Regions from separate parts of the Ovis aries genome. Here region 2 is linked to region 1. Evidence: chromatin contacts called from public Hi-C data. All regions are on one chromosome and are shown on one strand. Each heading gives the region's core, a stretch centred on a gene start, on an enhancer-like site or on the middle of the called end of the contact. The rest is flanking DNA. Distances are from core to core; before and after follow the strand shown.

The links. A called contact is a pair of places that touch in the nucleus more often than the background predicts.
Region 2: a Hi-C map of mixed tissues shows a contact between it and region 1, with 7 times the contacts expected there. The contact joins two enhancer-like sites. A contact is called at or near these places in 8 of 16 Hi-C or Micro-C datasets (hypothalamus, liver, mixed tissues and 4 more).

What each region holds. Positions count from the first base shown.
Region 1 is chr25:17,320,475-17,327,414 of ARS-UI_Ramb_v3.0, forward strand. The region is part of intron 5 of ARID5B (AT-rich interaction domain 5B); the gene reads left to right. Among named protein-coding and RNA genes, the nearest start is that of ARID5B, 140 kb to the left of the region's middle. Within about 2 kb of position 2,162, at least 6 of the 54 cell types and tissues checked have an H3K27ac peak or open chromatin away from gene starts, as enhancers often do.
Region 2 is chr25:17,603,141-17,610,750 of ARS-UI_Ramb_v3.0, forward strand. RTKN2 (rhotekin 2) reads right to left here. Exons shown (of 12, transcript XM_027962251.3): 3 at 3,728-3,786. Among named protein-coding and RNA genes, the nearest start is that of RTKN2, 41 kb to the right of the region's middle. Within about 2 kb of position 2,786, at least 7 of the 54 cell types and tissues checked have an H3K27ac peak or open chromatin away from gene starts, as enhancers often do.

The DNA of each region.
Region 1 (6,940 bases), core at 912-3,411:
CCTGGAGAAGGAAGTCACAACCCACTGCAGTAATCTTCCTGGGAAATTTCCATGTACAGGGGAGGCTGGCATACTGCATTCCGTGGGGTCGCAAAGACTCGGACGTGACTTAGTGACTGAGCGCACACATCCTACTTCTTAAATTATTCTTTCTGAATGGCAGAAAAACATGAAGAGAGTGAAAAATCCTCTTTCAGCACAAATTCTTTTCGGGATTTTTAAAAAGAAATTGGGAAACTATTATATGATGATCTTTTACTTGTCCTTATGTGTTTGAAAAAGTGAAAAGCCTATACTATAAGTCCAAGTCTATAATAAGTTAAATATCTCCATGTTAATCCACACACACACACACACACACACAATCTCTCTTACTTTTTTCCAAGTTGGGAATGTTTTCTGTAGAGAGGTAGCAAATCAGTTATCCTTAATGTTGAACATGGAATATCTCATTTCCAAACCTGGAGAAATGGCTGAACAAGAAAGTTCTGTTTATATATGAGTTTAAGAATTCTTTTGATATTTACTGCTCCTTGCAAGATTGTTCAAGACAAAACTGTAGCTTTCACTTCTGTGCTGTCACATACAATGGTGACCCCATAGAACGTATCAACCATGGAGTAGAATAAGCAGGTTTATTGATTGTAAAAAAAGAAAAAGAGACAAAGATTAATTCTCTAAGCTTAAGAGGTCTTTATAAACTTCATAAATTATAGCCATCAAAATGTCTTTTAAAACCATTTCCAGAGTGAATCTTTAAATAGCCTAAAACAAAGCACTAGTTTCTTAAGTTAATATTCTCTTGATATTACAGATAATTATATTAAGAAAGATTTAAATCTGTGTATATTGAATAGTTATCAAAAAATGCAAACGAGTTATTTCAGATTCTTAAGAAAGCAGATACAGTGAGCAGTGAGACAATACATTTGTTCTAAGTGTAGTAGTTGCGATGCAGCTTTTTTCCCTCAACATCCAGCATGATCTTTCCTTTTATTTAAACTGAGGAGCTGGGGGTTTGGAGTTGGCTGATGGATACCTGACATCTGGGGAAATGAATAGCAGGAGAAATGAGTTGCGAGGTAGATGTGAAAGTCACATTTGAGCCACTGTGGTATTTGAGAGTCCAGTTGTTAGTTTTGCTGGGGTTGTGACTTCATGACAAGACTTTGCAGCTGGGGGAGGAAACGGGATCCTCTGTGTGCAGTCTGAGGAGCAAGCTAGGCCCTCAGGTATCCACTCTGCCCCGATGTCTCTTTACAAAATATTTGGAATTCCAGTCTTTCCATAGGCTCCTGATACCATGGTCTATAGACTCCATTATCCCAAAGATGAATAACCATTTGCAGGGCGGCTATGAGCTGCTGCCTCTATCCCCTTACAGCTCCTGAAGGGGCTTTTTCATCTGAGATGGTCCCCCTGGCAGAATCTGTGGGTCACCAGACAAACCAAAGTCTGAGAGGTCTGGCACTGATTTCAGTCACCTCCCCTTTTCAAGAATTCTCTCCATAAAGAGTCAGTACTCTGAAGACCCAGAATCTCTCCTCACTCTCCACCTCGATTTAGCTCCTAGATTTTGCCCACCAAAGTGATGGTGAAAAGCGACTATGATCCCTTCCTTCTTTGCCCAGTGCCTGTCATACCTATCATAGACCTCCAGAATGTTTCTACATTCCTTTAGAATTCCCTACATCATTTTGGAAGAACAAATAGATAGCATTCGGTCATTTAAATCCTGTCTCCTCCCTCAAGGCACAGAGGGGAAATAAAGATAGAGATCTGCCCATCACTGGTGGTGAAACCTGAGTGAAAAAGAGGTTTGCTCCTGCATTAATGGCAAGAATGCACAGAGACACATGGTTTCAGACTAATTAGCAATACAGATGAGCTAGCAAGTCAAGTTCCATTTATAGGCTGGGGGAAGGGGAGAAGTAAAATAATCTGTGTTGTTAAGTGTTTCTGAGAAATGAAGACCTCCAGGGCAGAGAGAAGGCGGATCAGGAAATAGCTATGCAAGTCACATGCCTATGAATTTACTAAAACTTTGATCAGAGGCATTAACAATTGCTCCAGCATTCACAAGTATGAAACAGGAGTGAGTAAGACGGGGCAGGTTGGGAAGGCATTACAAAAGTGTTCGCTTACATGGTTTGTTGAGCAGTCAATGAAGTCCACAACTGTTTTGGACTTAAGTTGCCTGAGCAGTCCAGGTATGGCCAATGCAATAATACATTCCACTCTCATTAGTGACTCTTAGGGACCTCAGTGACAAAGAGCCAAAGTGCCTGGACCTCATATAAAGCCTGCTTATTTTTTTTTTTTTCTCCAATCGTCTTTCTCATAACACTTCTGCTTACCCTTCCACAGGTGGTAGGAGAGGACCTGGGTTCTGTGAGAGTGTAGTTCATTGGAAATGCTTAATTGTATTTAGTAGGCACTGTGGTTCAAGCACCGTTAAGGTGCGGCTTGGGCTGAAGCAAACTTGGAAACTCCAAGTGGCCGTCAGATCCAGAGTAGCGAGTGTGACCACAAAGAGTCGGGCACGACTGGGTGACTAACATTTACAACACTTGCTGGCCTCAGTTGACAACTCTGCTGCTGCTAAGTTGCTACAATCATGTCCAACTCTTTGCGACCCTATGGACTGTAGTCCGCCAGTGTCCTCTCTGCATGGGATTCTCCAGGCAGGAATACTGGATGGGTTGCCGTGCCCTCCTCCAGGGGATCTTCCCGACCCAGGGATTGAACCCAGGTCTCCTGCTTTGGCAGCAGGTTCTTTACCACCAGTGCCACCTGGGGAACTCCTCACAACTCTGGACTCACCTTATTAATGCCTTTATTTGAGAGAAAAAAAAATTACTCTTAAAAAGGAAACGATCAGGAAAATTACAGGACATGATATCACTCTTGCAGCTTTTTTCTTTTTAAATTTTGTTTAAATTGTGCCTATTGCTCTGAAATCATCATTTAAGCCAGAAAGTCCTCCAGGATGGAGTTGTGCTTGTTAATGGCCTGATGTGTGTTCGCATCTCAGCACAGTTGCTTCCCAAACATTTCTGTTGAGTGTGGAAAATTATTTATAGACCAACAGAATAAAAGTAAACTTGCATGATCTTAAGTCCATATAAATAATTAATGCTTTGTGAGTTCACGGAGTCAACCAGTTATCAGACACTGAGTCCCGGCAGCTGCAGTTTTCCAGCCCCACTCTGTGAGGTGTGGACTGGGGAGTATATGGAATGTAACTGTGGATTTGAAACAGAATTTCAGGGAATCGTTTATGAATTTAAAAGCAAAAATGTTGGCTTTAAGTTAAAGCCAACATGAGAGCTGAGAGCTTCTGTTTTTCTTTTCTTTTTTTCCCTAGTATTTGAAAACTGAAATTCTGTGAGAGATTATCTGTGAAATGCCTTTCTTTTATTACACCCATAAATTTCAGGAGTGGCTTTGATCAAGCTTTCTGCCATTCTTGGTTTCTAAATCTTTTACTCATATGTTAATAACTTTAAAAACACTCATCCTATTTTTGTTGTAGTGAAAGAGGAAGTTTCTAAATAGTCAAAAGGGAAACGTTGAAAATAGAACACAATAAATGATAACTAAATTAGGGTAGGTCCCCCCACCCCGCGCCAGCTTTCTGGGGCAATGCTCCATGCTGAAACTTGCCAGAGTATTTTAAGATTATTGTCTATAAAGAAAACGTACCAAAGAATTGAGATGCTCAGGGGAAAGGCATTAAAGAAATGCAAAGTATTATCAGTAATGCAGACTATACATAGAACAATGTTTGCCAGTCCTATTTTAATACTTCAGTCTGTGGAGTTTAAGTTTTCTGACTTGTGTTTAGTGTTTAAAAAACACACACACAACTTGCAAATCAAATGAGTTTATGCTCTGCTGGCTTCCTCTAGACATTGACCCTGGGGGTCAAACTCTTAGGAAAATGATGCCTGGTTTTCCATTCCCCTAATTCCAGTCTCTACCAACGAGCAAGTCCTATCTCTGAGTGGAAGCTCACAGAGAATTTCTCGAGAGACTATGTAGCTCTGTTGGCAACAAAATCCTCTCTGCAGAACGAGAAGAAAGAGTTGTTAACTGATGAGTCAATCCAGCTTTTATAGCAGTTTATCTTCGTGGTATTTTCAAGAGCATAAATGTTATAAAAAAAGAGACGGTCATGACAGGAAGAACACAGTAGGAAAAAAAACAGAAACGTTTAAGCCAAAAGCAATTTACTTTGCCAGTAACTGGTTACATTTCCTTTGTTTTATTATTATTATTGCAATATGAAAGTTTCCCACACCTGCACTGCCTGTCACATAACTTGTCAGAACCCACAGTGAAGTAAATACATAAATGAGTGCCTGCAACTCTGAGCTTCCAGACTCTTTAAGGGGGGAAAAAAAAAACATGTTTTGCTCTACTGTCAAAAAAAAAAAAAAAAAAGGAGACTATGATTCATTAATAGTTGAAGGAATTTTTTTTTAAAAAAAGGGAATAAACAAAACACATGGGTTAAATGTCAGAGTAGCCTGGAGCACTAGCAGTAGTTAATTTCTCCTGGGATTAACACCTATAGAAATAGCGGTGACTTCACAGTGGTGAATACTTGTTAATTTCATGGCACTGAGTAAGAGGAACAGATGGGCAGTCGGAGAGAGAAGATATTTTTTTAAAAAAACCATAGACATCATTCACTGATCAGGCAGAAAAGTCCATCGATGGCACACTGCAAGGGGGTGATGTACTTGGTGCTCTAAGTTTTATTGGAACGCTGTGACTTTGGTGAAAGTCTCATCACCTACTGCTCAGGATTGATGGGGACCCTGTGCTCACCAGCAGGGCTATAGGATGCTGTTTGATGCCTGAGATGGGCTATAGCGCTCTTGTGCTATGTGGTATTTGAGAGTGTTTTCATTTGGGGAGAGCTCCTTGGAGTCTGCCAGCCCAAGTTAAGACTGTAAATACGTCGTTATAAGACACAGCAAGTGTGTATGTTAAAGGGAAGTTCCTGAAAGCAGGAGCTCTGGATAAAGTCAGTTGCCTGGGTGGGAAGCTTTCTACTACCAGTAACCAGTGGTATGAAGTAAGACAAAATAATTTCTGTCTCAGTTACCTGGTCTGTAAAATGGGGATAATAATAAATGTGCCTTACTGTGGGCTTGTTTTGAGTTTTAAATGAGTTGTTGTATACAAAGCTCTGATTGGCAAGAAAAAGTGCTCTGTCAGCGTCAGTTATTATTATTAATATTTGTGGGTAATATTAAAAACATTCTTGCAAAGAGCACTGATTGAACTCTATGAATAAGCCAGGCCAGGGTTGGCCTGTGGGTATATACAATACACACGTCAAAGTAGCTGTACATTTATTGCTTCATGCTCTGTGTTTTTAAAAGTAGAACTGACTAGAACCAACTATGCTGCCAGTACATGTATTGCTAGCTTCCAAGAATCATTTTCTTGGTAGAGACTGGCCTCCTCTAAATCAGCTGGAGCTGGTGTGATTCTGGAGTTATAGGATTCGGGTTCTCTCAGTAAGTCTGCGGCCCTGAGCTGTCAAGCAGAGGGCAGGTGTAAGTTGGTCCAGGGCAGCTGAGAGGAGGTGGGCTGTTTCTTTAATAAAAGAGTTAAAGGCCGGAGCAAGCCCATCCCTGACCACCACCACACCATAAAGCATTTGTTTTCATTCACCCGGCTAGCAAATAATTTGTTTTTTTTTTTTTTTTTTTTTTTGTGACCCTGTAGGAAAAAAAGAGTAATTTGGGGACAAGAATATTTGCTGTCCCCAGAAGCCAGCCCTGCTGTCCCAAAGCTTCACCTTAGGTCTTGTGGATCTAAAAACTCTCTTAATTGTATCCTGGAGGTTCTTAACCTGGCCTGTATGGAGTTCTGCATGCCTCCCCCAGTACTTTTAACATCTGGTGTTCGGTTTATTTGCTCATTGCATGTGGGACAAGATCATGGCCCCCACTGAGATGCCAGACACAGTTACCCTAAGCAGGAACCAAAGGCTCATCTCCCACTGCGGGAGATCTTATCTCCCACGGTAAATTCCTGTTACTGGTGTTTGCTCCCAGAGCTCACAGGTGAGCAGGAAAGGTCAATGCCATTTACAGGTGCCCAATGTGATCGGTATACACGCGGTCAAGTTGACAGGCCTAGCTCTTGACACCAAGGGCGTATATGTGGGCATCTTTATTTCCAGCAGTCACTTGATTGTTCGACAATGTATTAGGCATTACTGCCCCTGGGTGGGTACTGGGGCAGAGAGAGATGAATCGGACATGGTCCTGCCATTGAGGACTCTCCGACTCAGTGTAAGAATAAGCCAGCTAAAGTAGAACTAACACAATGATACCTTCCATAAAGGCAGGTCAGAAAAGGAGCTCAGAGGTGAGACTAACAGAGGTATTCAAATTTGATACTTTGGGGATTGGTGGGATATACCTGAAATATCAGGGTACTTGTCTTCTGAGGAACAAAAGGCTTTTTCTCTTGATCAGAGTCTACTTAGAGCTTCAGTTTGTGTGGCCAGACTATTAGCTGCTAGCCTGTTCTAAATTTGTAATTCTCAGAATTTGCTGGGGAAGGGCATGTGCCTCTCTGGGTTCTAAGAGCAGCTCAAAGAATGGAGAAAATAGACCCGATTTGGGGGTGACTTATCGTCAGTTCCCGAAACCTCTGCCTTTATTTAAAACAGCCTGTTCAATGCGAGTTCTCTCTGTCTAAAAGGCCTTTGGGATTTGAAAGCTTTTCTGGAAGTAAATGCCTTTTAGGTTTAAATGCTTTTTGCCAAAATTGTTAGGAAGGAAAGATCATAGTAACAAGTCTTAGAACAGAGGCAATGTTGTTTTGTTTCTTTTAATGAAATGCCCCAGACCTACCTCAAGTTGTCAGTTTCTATCAGCTCTCTGCTGGGCTATTATTTTGATAAGGGACT
Region 2 (7,610 bases), core at 1,536-4,035, 280 kb after region 1:
CAGAAGCAGAAGATATTAAGAAGAGGTGGCAAGAATACACAGAAGAACTGTACAAAAAAGATCTTCACAACCAAGATAATCATGATGATGTGATCACTCACCTAGAGCCAGACATCCTGGAATGTGAAGTCAAGTGGGCCTTAGAAAGTATCACTATGAACAAAGCTAGTGGAGGTGATGGAATTCCAGTGGAGCTATTTCAAATCCTGAAAGATGATGCTGTGAAAGTGCTGCACCAAACATGCCAGCAAATTTGGAAAACTCAGCAGTGGCCACAGGACTGGAAAAGGTCAGTTTTCATTCCAATCCCAAAGAAAGGCAATGCCAAAGAATGCTCAAACTACCGCACAATTGCACTCATCTCACATGCTAGTAAAGGAATGCTCAAAATTCTCCAAGCCAGGCTTCAGCAATATGTGAACCGTGAACTTCCAGATGTTCAAGCTGGTTTTAGAAAAGGCACAGGAACCAGAGATCAACTTGCCAACATCCACTGGATCATGGAAAAAGCAAGAGAGTTCCAGAAAAACATCTATTTCTGCTTTATTGACCATGCCAAAGCCTTTGACTGTGTGGATCACAAAAAACTGTGGAAAATTCTGAAAGAGATGTGAATACCAGACACCTGACCTGCCTCTTGAGAAATCTGTATGCAGGTCAGGAAGCAACAGTTAGAACTGGACAAGGAACAACAGACTGGTTCCAAATAGGAAAAGGAGTACGTCAAGGCTGCATATTGTCACCCTGCTTATTTAACTTCTATGCAGAGTACATCATGAGAAACGCTGGGCTGGAAGAAGCACAAGCTGGAATCAAGATTGCCGGGAGAAATATCAATAACCTCAGATATGCAGATGACACCACCCTTATGGCAGAAAGTGAAGAGGAACTAAAAAGTCTCTTGCTGAAAGTGAAAGAGGAGAGTGAAAACGTTGGCTTAAAGCTCAACATTCAGAAAACTCAGATCATGGCATCTGGTCCCATCACTTCATGGGAAATAGATGGAGAAACAGTGGAAACAGTGTCAGACTTTATTTTTGGGGGCTCCAAAATCACTGCAGATGGTGATTGCAGCCATGAAATTAAAAGACGCTTACTCCTTGGAAGGAAAGTTATGACCAACCTAGATAGCATGTTGAAAAGCAGACATTACTTTGCAAACAAAGGTCCGTCTGGTCAAGGCTATGGTTTTCCCAGTGGTCATATATGGATGTGAGAGTTGGACTGTGAAGAAAACTTAGTGCTGAACAATTGATGCTTTTGAACTGTGGTGTTGGAGAAGACTCTTGAGAGTCCCTTGGACTGCAAGGAGATCCAACCAGTCCATTCTGAAGGAGATCAGCCCTGGGATTTCTTTGGAAAGAATGATGCTAAAGCTGAAACTCCAGTACTTTGGCCACCTCATGCGAAGAGTCGACTCATTGGAAAAGACCCTGATGCTGGGCGGGATTGGGGGCAGGAGGAGAAGGGGACGACAGAGGATGAGACGGCTGGATGGCATCACCGACTCGATGAACTGAGTTTGAGTGAACTCCAGGAGCTGGTGATGGACAGGGACGCCTGGCGTGCTGCAATTCATGGGGTCGCAACGAGTCAGACACAACTGAGCGACTGAACTGAACTGAACTGAAAGATCTGGCCAGTGCGTGGTGAAGCTGGAAACAGAAAACCCAAGTATCTTCTGGAAAACAATGAAACACTATGAAATTTTGTTGCACATATTCACTTTGATCAAAACAAGTCATATTTTCATTCCCTTATCAAAATAAAATGGATTTATAAAGGTGAATTCATTTTTAACATTCTTTGCTTTTATCTTTTACAAACACACAGACACGGTATGATTGAGCCTAAGCAAAGATGAGAAGAAATTTTGTAGAAGAAAATGTATCCCATTTTCTCAGAATTTTGGCTCCTTAATTTAAAATTATCATTTATAATAAAAGAACACATGAAATAAGATTAATTTCTACACTCAAGTATTCGTGGTCAAGAAAACAGTTTTCTCTCTTAAATGCTTTTATTTAAACACTCTTCTAATTGGACAGTTAATACTAATTTCATGAACTGCAGCAGTCAATAACCTATTATGAAATGACAATAGAGGCTAACTATCACAGCATTCAGTCTTCAACAACAATTTAACACACTGAGTGGCACTATAGCATAAGCAAGGAATTATATTTAATTATTTAAGGATTATATTTAAGTATTTTTAGAATCCTCTTTAAAAATCTATAATATTTTGTTTTTTCACTTTAAAATTTATTGAACATAGTTAACAACTGTATAATATGTAAAAGTGCTATGTTTGGCATCAGAAGCATAAATAACATATAAAACATGTTTTATTCCACTCATATCATAATTTCAAAGAGGAAAACAGAAATAACTATACAGCAAACAACAGATTTTTATATATAGTTATTTTCTGAAGAATTTCTGCCAAGAAGAATTCCTCTGGTTTAGGACAATTATGTCATATGTAAAATTCAGCTCTACCCGTCCCGTAGTAGAATTTTTATTTATCATGAACACGTTTCTAAAAACAGTTCCTTGGGTGACATGGCCTGAAATGCAGCAGCAGGCTTCCTGGAGCTAAGAGAATAAGGCTTTCAGCCAATGAAACAGCCTAGTTATTATTTAAGGACTGCTGGAGGTCTGTTGTTTCTAAAATGTATCAGTGAGATAATAATTATAAAAGATACATTATCTAACTAGCATACACATGAGTCAGTCACATACTTATTCACTCCAATCTGTGGTATCTCCAAAGCCATTGTCTTTAGCTTCCTTAAACACTTTGGAGAAACTGAGACAACACAGCGTAAGTGCCATCTAGTGGTAAAGGGTTTCCTAACTGCATTAAGAATCCAGAGAAGGAAAACATCATTTCTGGGGGAATGATAACAGGGAAGGCTTTTAGATGAGCTAATAGATCCTGAAGATACTATAGTTATTTCAAGAGTTAACTGGGGGTCAGGAGCATAGGGTGTATAGACAGAACACAGAGAAAAGTATATGGCTAATACAGACAGCTTAATATGACTAGAAAAATAGTTGTGAGCGTGAAAGTCACTTAGTCGTGTCCAACTCTTTGCAACCCCATGGACTATATACAGTTCAAGGAAAAATGGTTGGATCAAAATATAAAACTCTGGTGGGGGAGAGTCTACTCTCTATCCTATGGGCAACAGAGTGCAGTCATCCATCCCGTCAACATTCACTGAATAATAACTACGTCTGAGCACTGTATTAGTTTCTGGGTATACAGTGACAAACAAAGCAAACACGGTTCCAACCCTCATGGAAATTTCAGAGTAGACAAACATTAAAAGAAAGCGGCATCGAAACTTCCGAGCAGAAAAGGAATGGAGAGCCAAAAGACTTGAGTTTGTAGCCCAGCTCAACCACTTACAGGAAGTCATTTAACCTCTGAGTCTGCAGAAAAACAGAACTACCCTGCTTATTTCACGGTGTTGTACTGAAGAGAAAACTACATTAATGTATATAATATACATGAATCTGTTTGCTCAGACTGTAATATTCTGCACAAATGTAGAGCACAATGATGAAAACAGTATTTTAGAACAAATGTTCTGGTAGAGGTATGCAAAATAAAATGAAAAATGAAAATGGATATAAGGAATTTTAAAAAACCACTAACTCTAGGAAGTTACTTTATAGAATTTACTCAGCAATATAAAAATAATCCATTACAGCATACCTGAAATGGCAATCTTTCCTCTACAAGCTGTCCGTTCTTTACTTTCAAAATTCTCCTCACTGTCAAAAGAAAATAAAAACCTAATGAAAAAACAAAGATCTTCTCTAATTAGCAATTGTTTTAACAATCTTTCTTAAATGCCTAAATACTAAAAATAAACACATATCCTGGAATAACAATGACTTCCAGTTAATATAAACTATTTGACTCAAAGTTTGTGATGTTTAGTCAACAGCTAGCTGACTTTAACAGAAATAGGGCCATTCTCTCTCTGATTTTTTTATATAACCTGTACTTTCCCTGATGAGTGCATATTAGTTTACTCTACAATGAAAGTCTTTTGTGACCTCTTACATTTATAAACAAGATATGCCATATTTACACAAGTCCTAGGAAGCATATCTTGGGTAACCATTTCATAAATTACATTTCTAGCTTACCAGATTATAGTCATCTGAAAAAGTTAATAAATAAACTTTCTAACCATGAGCTTACCACCGAAGAGTATATTATCCCTATAAAATCTCCAACAAACATTTAAAAAATTACTCTCTGCTACATATTCATGTGCAAGTAATATTGTAATTTATTTCCCTGAAGCTTTAAACGCTAAGCATATATCAGAACAATAAATTAACTAAGGTGGCAAAGGAAGGGAGTGGCCCTCTAGAGAGAATAAATGTGGAGAGGAAAACATTACCATGACAATAGAAAATGTCTCAAAGGAAATTCTTGGGATATAAGACACTTCCAGGTTTGAATGTAGACTATACTATTATCACAATTTTTTTTTTCAAAATAGTTATTTCCATTCAGTTCAGTAGCTCAGTCGTGTCCGACTCTTTGTGACCCCATGAATCTCAGCACACCAGGCCTCCCTGTCGATCACCATCTCCCAGAGTTCACTCAGACTGACGTCCATCGAGTAGGTGATGCCATCCAGCCATCTCACCCTCTGTCGTCCCCTTTTCCTCCTGCCCTCAATCTCTCCCAGCATCAAAGTCTTTTCCAATGAGTCAACTCTTTGCATGAGGTGGCCAAAGTACTGGAGTTTCAGCTTTAGCATCATTCCTTCCAAAGAACACCCAGGATTGATCTCCTTTAGAATGGACTGGTTGGATCTCCTTGCAGTCGAAGGGATTCTATTTCCATTACACCAAATCAATCCCATCTCTAAACAGTTCTCCAATATCCTGTTTCCTAATAAATAACCTACATTTAGAGATTAGCATTCCATTTCTAGAGCAATGTATCCAGGAGTATTCTGTGCACTTTTTTTTTTTTTTTGTCTCTATTCAATTTGGTTAGCCAATTAACTGCCAGTTAATTTAATTAGGTACCTCAAGTATGTGATAAGATAGAAGCTTCATTTGAATACTGTTTTGATTCTAAAAGGGCTTTTGGAGAAAGACTGAGTGGGAGTGTGAAGTGTATCTAAGTTTCAGAAGAGTATGACACATCCTATGCACACGTCAGTAGCCTTGCTAAAAAGCCTGCACATAATATTCATTACCATGCATCAAATTTTAAAACAAAATATATCATCCTACTTTTTGTTTAACTCTCTTATTGGATTAAGCCTGTAAGTATTACAGGTGAAATATATTCCAAAGGAGCAAAAATAATTTACTGAGGTACTTACGGTCAGTAAGCCTATACCGGACATTTATATATATATATAGTATTTATATAATTTATATATAGAGAATTTATAGAATCTAGCACTAAGTATAACTTAAGTAATATAGTAGACTTAAAGCCATAAATTCTCAGGATCCTATCTAATAATTTTGTGGTTACACTGGTATTTAAATTAAAACAGGGAATTCACTCAGTGAAAAATAGAAGTACTCATTATTTCAAAATAATGTTTTGTTGAATCATAAATTTTTAAGAGTCAAGTTCAATATTTCATAGACAAGTTCAGTTTGTCATGTTGGGGAATACCAGCTGGCTTATTAGGTCATCAGAGTGAAAAATTCAACTGAATAGTCTACTATGTTGTGAAATTATATACTGAAAGGCCAACTAGAAATCAAACACAAATCTCAATTTCCTCAAATTGGTACAAGAAACAGTATAAACACAGTTGGCTGGCATTTGTAAGTAAATATTTCTAAAAATATCTCCTATATGAGCAATGCATAAATTCTTCAAAATATTTATTTCAGTGAAAAAATACAAGGAAGCTCTAATACAGTGAGTAACTTCAGTATTATGGAATAGGTCATAGATTATGCTAAAATTTAAATCCATTAGGCATTATTAAATTGGATTAAATTTAAGGCTTTGGCAGACACGTGAAATTCTAAAATAATAGAAACACCAAAAGCAACTGGCTGAATATTTACCAAAAAAATTTTCCCACTCTAAATTATTCAACCACCTGGCAAGGGTATAGCTTTTTTCCCCTATAACTGTAAATTACTTGCATAGAAAAGTCCTTTTCAGGACTAGTCAACAAATTTATTATACACAAATATTATCAAACTATAATATAAATCCAATTAACCATATAATCAGTCGTATCCGACTCTTTGCGACCCCATGGACTGTAGCCTACCAGGCTCCATCCATGAGATTTTCCAGGCAAGAACACTGGAGTGGGTTGCCATTTCCTTCTCCAGAGGATCTTCCCGACCCAGGGATCGAACCCAGATCTCCCGCATTGCAGGCAGACACTTTACCGTCTGAGCCACCAGGGAAACCCCCCATAATATAAATCCAATTAACCATATAATCTTACAGAATAATTAAGTCTGCCTTTAAAAAATTAAGAGATGAAGTAATCCAGCCTCATGTTTCAGAAGCTTGAATTATTTTCAATTCAAATAACTCAATTGCTATTTAGGGTGCTAAAACGTGATGTTTTCTAATTAATCCAAATTGACAACAAAATTGTTAAACATTATCTATTTAACAATGTGCTACTGTAGCTAATGGTTTGCTACAGTTAAATAAATACTTGCTTTAAAATCTGCAATGTTAATGCCAATTCTAAATGCTACAATTAGCCAGTCTGAAGAAAAAGCAAATAACCATAAAAATCACTCAATCAAAAGCACAGCTATATAACAGTGTACCTTATTCTTATAAACCTGGTTTAGAGAATTATTTTGGTAAGATTTGTAAAAGCTAATTTAAAAGACAAAAATATAAAAGACAAATTTTTAACTATTTTATTAACATATTTCTGCCTGTAGGTAAATATAATGACCAACAGAGGGTGCCAATCAGCCACTTTGTTGCTCAAAAATCTGTATTAAAATTAGCACAGTAAATATAGTTTACCTTATTTTATATTGTTCCATATTGGAATTTACAATAGCACTGCCTTCCAGAGTTAACAAAATACATAAAGAAATGACACATGATGAAAGCATCATTTTCTTAATGAAGCACTAGAAGAATTCTAAATAGAATTCTATTATTTAAAAGCAGGTTATAAAAATCCTTCACCCCTCACGCAAGTAAGTGAAGACTAAAACACTCAGAAATGCTTAACATGGAATTTTAAGCCATCTAAAACTATGTGGTATAAATTCAATACCTTCATAAGTATGTTAAGTTGGGAAGATGAGTTTTCTACTTTAAATCTTGAAATAACAACCTAGTTTCAACAGACACCGAACAATATGAAGTTTAAAAAAGTAAAACCAGTAATGTCTTTAATATACCATATTGTATTGCAGAAATGCCAGGAGTACATAATTTCACTGGCAATCTACACTTTTAGCCTTTATTTTTGTTTATGTTATAGTATATAAGTAACTAAACTAGTCAATTGGAGTGTAAGAAACTATTTAGCTTTGTGGCATTATTAAAATCACAATCATGTTGAATGATACATATAATTAGGTCCTATAAATATCTTTGACTAGTA